2 separate regions of the Zea mays genome follow, and region 1 is linked to region 2. The links are chromatin contacts, called in public Hi-C maps. All regions are on one chromosome and are shown on one strand. Each heading gives the region's core, a stretch centred on a gene start, on an enhancer-like site or on the middle of the called end of the contact. The rest is flanking DNA. Distances are from core to core; before and after follow the strand shown. Region 1 holds the start of LOC100192754 (7-hydroxymethyl chlorophyll a reductase chloroplastic). Region 2 holds the start of LOC100279181.

Region 1 (3,006 bases), core at 259-2,758, 290 kb before region 2:
AACAGGTCTTGGAGCAAGCCTGTCGTCAGGATCACTGCAGAGGGGGTAAAAAACATTATTTGAATCCATGTGGTAATGCTTGTGCATAGCACTGAGAAAGAATGATGTGGCATTTGATTCTTGTTTGGGTGCCTTTGTACACAAACCACAGCATCAACCATGTTTGCTTTCAGCATCTCGACAGCGATTGTTGTCACTATTCCCGTCCACTGGGCTCCTGTTGCATGTGAGGCACATATATGTTACAGGGTACAAAACATAAGTCGTCAGGGTACAGTTTTGTCTAACAAAGGTTTGTTGAGTATATCAAGATAGTGTAGGAAATAAGATGCAACATTCGAGGTGTATGTGGTTTCGGTTTGTTATGGAAGGGCAGTGAACAAGACTGGTATATTGCATATGTGTGCTTCCTTAGATGGATGCAGGCGGTTGTTGAAGGATAAGAACAACTTGTAAAAGGTAATTAGTACCTTCAACAGGTTCGGTCTTCCTGGCATACAAGAGTTGGTCATAGACTCCAAAGTACATTTCATCCATGCCTTCCTTCCGGCCTCTCCCGTGGACTTGTCGCTCAAGATCCTAAATATAGTGAGGAGAGTGTTGGCATCTGTAAATTTGTGTCAACTTTTTTTAGGAAACAGGAGAGTTCCCCGCTTTATTTCACTGAAACAAAGTGTAGAATTCATGTCGAGCATTACTACTCCCTCGGTCTAAATTATAGTTCACTTTAGCTTTATTCTAAATCAAAACTTCTTTTAACTTTGACTTGACCTAAGTATTTTATAAAAAAATATACTCCCTCTGTATATGTTCAAATAAACTATCAAGACATTTTTCACGAAGAAATTGATGAAATCATTTTGATATTGTAGATGGTCTCTATGAACTTGGTCAGAGTTAGAAAAGTTGAACTATAACTTTCGACGGAGGGAGTAACTGCGTGCAGCACTGCAGCCCATGGCTTGATCAAACATCAGACGATCATTTTTGTTTTCATTCAGCAAACTGTTTGAGCCGTTCTAGGCAGGTGATGTGATGCGAAGATGAAGGGAGGTGACCTCGACACGGGACATGCCGTCTCCCAGGAAGGCACAGGCAGTCTTGACATGCGCAACGTAGTATGTGTCGCAGAGCCCACAACGGCTTGAATCGCCATACGAGTAGAAATAGGAACAGAGGTAAGCATCGCATATTCGCATCACATAAACACACAAACAAACAAAGAAATGCGCAGCACAGCAGGCATATACCTGCAGTGGTCCTTGGCAGGGTAGACGGCGCCAGGAGGGATGGGCTTGGATTTCTGCCTCCAGTCCTCCCTGACCGCCTTGGCCCTGATCTTGCGCGTTCTCTCGGACCTGGAGGACGAGGAGGAGGCGAGGGAGGGTCGGCGGAGTCCAGGAGACGAGGACGAGGGCGACGAGGCGTGCAAGCAAAGGGAGAGGGAGGTGCTGGAGGCCATGGTGGCGGAGATCGTCTCACCTCAGTACCTCACCGGTGATAAGACGGAGGATCGAGTGGAGATGGAGGAGTCATGCCTTGAGCCTTTAAGAGAAACTACTGTTACTGGGCCACCTCATGAATTTCGGCTCATGTCCACCCTTTGAGGAAAATTCGGAGCCTGCAAAATGTCCACCCATCGATGCATAGTGCATCTTTTTGGTTTTCATATTTAAAAATATTCAAAATTCAACACTATACCCCGGATAAAAAGTTAACAGAAATTATGCCGCCCATATATGTATTTTTTTACTTCGTAGTCCCTCCTTTTGGTGGGACGACGATCCGTACTCTTAGATTGTCTTCAACACCTTACTCATCATATCTCATATCTCAACCGCTATTTTAAACTTAACTCTTATAAACAGTAGTATACAATATAAAATAATTTTTTACGCGATCATATATATGACTAGGTTCATGCCCATGCGTTGCTACGAAAGTAAAAAAAATAGTATAAAACATAGATACGAAACGATAAACAACATTATGATATGCAAAATCTATGTGGCAAAATATCACTGTAAAACTATTATATTGGCGAGATAAATATGTAATCTTATTATAGCTAATTGCACGTGCGTTGTTACGGTTTCTATATATCAAACAATTAGACTTTATTTTAACAAATCACGAAAACATGTGGGTTCTGTTGGTTAGATGAAGGTGGATGTACAACAAACAAATATTCAAACCACTACCTATTGATAGACTTTGTTTTACAAAACACAAAATATATATCTTCTGTTGGTTAGATGGGTGTGGATGTAAATCCAATAAAGGCCCAAACTACTATTTATGTGTAATTGTACCTAATTTTTGCATAAAGTAGTAATTTTATCTAATTTTTTCATAAAGTGGTAAAGATGACCACTATTTATGTGTAATTGTACCTAATTTTTGCATAAAGTAGTAATTTTATCTAATTTGTTCATAAAGTGGTAAAGATGATCTACGTTGAAACCAGAAAAACTAAGCATTCTTTTTTGCCTTAGCAGAATCTATCAGCACACATCACGCGATTCCAGTCCACCACGTATATATGGAGCAATAGCTTGCCAGTGAACTCATCTCTCGCATGTTATTTCACTCTTCAGTTTAAAATCTGATAGATTGTTTGAGCTAACTCGAGCTCTGCTTCAGATGTTTTGTAGTTAAAATCTGACACGAGACATATATCATATGCAATGGGCACAGATTCTGAATCCTTCCATGTGTTACACATTCTCACAGCGAAGCACAAAACACATGATGTACAATGCACACAGATCTCCCAGGTAGCTAATGACTGCAGAATTTATTCCTGCAACTGAAAGCAACCATTTGTCCATCTCGGTGTGCAGCAAACACATTTGTTCATAGGCGTCCCGTTGCGCGACCACTTGATCCTCATAGTGAAGTAGACCTTGGCAGCGGCGGCCTTAACAATGGTGACCCTAGCCGAGATGAGCACCTTGGTCTTGATCCTGTCCACCTTCACGTGAGGCGGCCCTCGCCTAGCATACC
Region 2 (2,953 bases), core at 392-2,891:
GCCCTCGCTCGCTCCATCGGATCCGGATCCACCACCACCCGCCGGTTCTCCATTCATCAGGCAGGCATGGCATGCCACCGTACCGCACCATCGAGGAGTTTTTACACGCGTTGTTCGATTCGAACCAGCGCCACCGATCAATCTCAATCCTAGCTAGCCTAATTTAATTTGACGAGAGTTGTAAATACAGTACGTACGCACTGCCTCAGCTGTCAGCTCACCTCGTGCCCGTTGCCGGTGATGACGTCCGGCGCGTAGGCCGCGCGCGCGGCGGCGGCGGCGGCGGCGGCGGCGGCGGCGGCCTTCCGGTGCCTCCTCTTGCGGCCGAAGCGGGAGACGGATCCGGCGCGCAGCACGTCCTCGGCGCTCGTCCGCCGGATGGCCACCGTGCCCCGGGGACAGTGCCCGCCGTGGTGCCACGTCTGCCACGCGCCCCGCCTGCTGTCCTTGCCTGCGCCGCTGCCGCTGCCGCTCCCGCTCCCGTTCGTCGCAGAGCCAGACGGGAAGGAGAGCGCGCCGCCGCCCCTCGGCGCCTCGGGCGGCTCCGTCTGGACGGCGTGCGCCCTGAGGAGCGGGTGGTCCAGGCCGTGCTGCTCGTGCGCCGCCACGCAGTCGATGGTGTCGCCGTCCTGGCTCTGAAACAAACGATAGCCGACGACCCCCCACCGTCCATCAGCCATGCATGTATGTATGTATGCGTGGTCGTCAACCGGGAGACAGACAGAAAAACGAAAAACAAAAACACAGTTGTTGTCGCTTCATCCATGGATGGATCGTTGGAATAACCGATCGATTGGTTCGGCCTCCCCGCGCTGTTGTCGTGTTCTTACCCGGATGGAGCGCACGGGGGTCTTGTTGATCCTCTCCACGTGGCTGCGGATCCTCGCCATCCTGCGGGGCGACACCGGGACCCCTGCCACGAGAGGAGGGCGAGGGAGGACGAGGAGGAGCGCGAGCGCGACGAGGAGCGCCGTCAGCTTGTGCTGGGTGCCGAGATGGACGGCCGCCGCCGGCGCGCAGGCAGACGAGGCGGCGGCGCTTGAGCAGCTAGAGAACGCGCGCGGTGTTCTTGCCACGAGGCTGCCGCTTCCGCCGCCGCCACCGGGGCTAGAGGAGCCGCACTGACACTGACCTTGAGCGGCGCCGGCAGCAGGTCTCGATGAGCAGCATGCCGCCAGCCTCCTCCGCCGCCGCCGCCGCCGCTTCTTCTTCCTGCTGTCCGCCGAGGGCTGCATTTGCCGTAACTGGTCACTAAAATTGAGCAGGCTGAACCGTTGGACAAGGGGGCTGGGAGAGACGGGAGAGAAGAGTAGAAGATGGCCCTCTGCTAGTCAGCTCAGCTCGGCTCAAGATGTAAAGGTTTTAAGATGAGCATCTGACGACAGATAGACGATGAGCACCAGAGTGTTTGTGAGTGAGTGAGGGCATTCGATGTTGACCACCACCCTCACCTACCGAGCTGGCCATGCCTTGAATTCTATTTCAGCAGAGAACCAGCCGCTTGCAATGCTGGCGCTCCCTCACCACGAGGACGCTGGGCGCACACTCTGCTCTGCTGCCACAGTCTGCGCTGCGCTGCGCTGTCATGATGAGGTGTGCAGCTCAGGCTCAGGGTCGCCCCTCTCTCCCTTGCTCAATTTAATGTGTCTCCTGCTCCTCTTCCTCTACTACTTCTTCCTCCGTAGTCCGCCCCTATGGATGCGTATGAGTATGAGCTAGCAGGCTTTGTAGACTGTATCTACCGTCATGTCATCTACGTACCTCGCGCTCGCCGCACAGAGTCGTCCATTCCTGTCTCTGTGCATGTGTGTGTGTGTGGTGTGTGTGATACCGACGGCAGACCAAACGAACGGCAGAGACGACGACACACACCATGCATGCGACGGAGGAACTGAACTGAACTGAAGGTGCTGTTCCTTATTGTTTCTTCCGTTCCATTATTCCACTGCACGCGACGGCGACGCGCGCACCCGCTCTCTCGGCTTCCAATTCCAATGCACGCGGCTAGAGCTCTCAGCTCGGCACGTCAAACAAAAGACACCCCAGATTCCAGAACGTATCGCATCACAAGCAGAGCAGACTTGCCTTCACCGCTCATCAGATCAGCTGGCCTAGCTCGTCCGATCTACATCCATCCATAAACTAACTAATAATCGCGTGTGGATGCTTCTAACACAGTCCACTGCCCCGCCTTGGCCTTGCACCAAAGCCAAGCAAGAGCGTGTGCGCACATGAGGGTGCACATGCATGTGATGCGATGCCAAGCCCTCTCATCTGCCAGATGTATATGTATATATACTTGGTCAACTCAAGCGATGTGATGCTTAATTTGGACTTATAAATTTCATCAAACATATCCTTTTAAACAGGGTTATATGGAAATACTCTCCGTGTTGGGGAAAAAAAAGAATCTACAAGGAATTCATGTCTGACCAGGTTTCTGGTAAATAGTATTCATATTTATGGCTTTAAACTGATCTATTGTGCTAATACATTTCGTAATTAATCTAATGGTATGTATTTGCTAAAGGTGGTGTTTTTCCTGCCACATCATCTCGTATTCTGGATTCTGTAGCGAACAAATCCCTCAAGTTGTGATTGCATATAGCCATTTCAAATGTGGCTCCAAATAGCAAAGTTATAGCTCTGTGATTCTGTCTACTTTATATCTGTGTCACACAAAAACTGAATCTGGTTATTCTCTTCCCTTTGCACTGCTACTGCTTCTGAGGCTGATCTTTGTTTATGGGACAATCCAGTGCAGGCAAGCCAAAGAAAAAAATAAATCCCTGTGTTTAATCGATGCCGCAAAAGAGAGAGAGAGAGAGAGAGAGAGAGAGAGAGAGAGAGAGAGAGATGAGCTTCTTTGTTTTGCACCCTATGTTGTTTACTGCACAAAGTTTCCTCATGTAAGTTGTTCTGTTGCAAAAGAGCGCAGCTGCTAAATTCTACC

What was found. A called contact is a pair of places that touch in the nucleus more often than the background predicts.
Region 1: a Hi-C map of ear shows a contact between it and region 2, with 2.8 times the contacts expected there. The contact joins the promoter of LOC100192754 here to the promoter of LOC100279181 in region 2. A contact is called at or near these places in 2 of 25 Hi-C or Micro-C datasets (ear and tassel).

The regions. Positions count from the first base shown.
Region 1 is chr1:206,310,902-206,313,907 of Zm-B73-REFERENCE-NAM-5.0, reverse strand. It overlaps LOC100192754 (7-hydroxymethyl chlorophyll a reductase chloroplastic), which reads right to left and starts at 1,508. Exons shown (of 17, transcript NM_001137952.1): 1 at 1,251-1,508; 2 at 1,059-1,143; 3 at 471-579; 4 at 133-217; 5 at 1-34. The coding sequence starts at 1,462. It also overlaps the pseudogene LOC103645220.
Region 2 is chr1:206,022,036-206,024,988 of Zm-B73-REFERENCE-NAM-5.0, reverse strand. It overlaps LOC100279181, which reads right to left and starts at 1,641. Exons shown (of 5, transcript NM_001373979.1): 1 at 831-1,641; 2 at 222-635. The coding sequence starts at 1,235.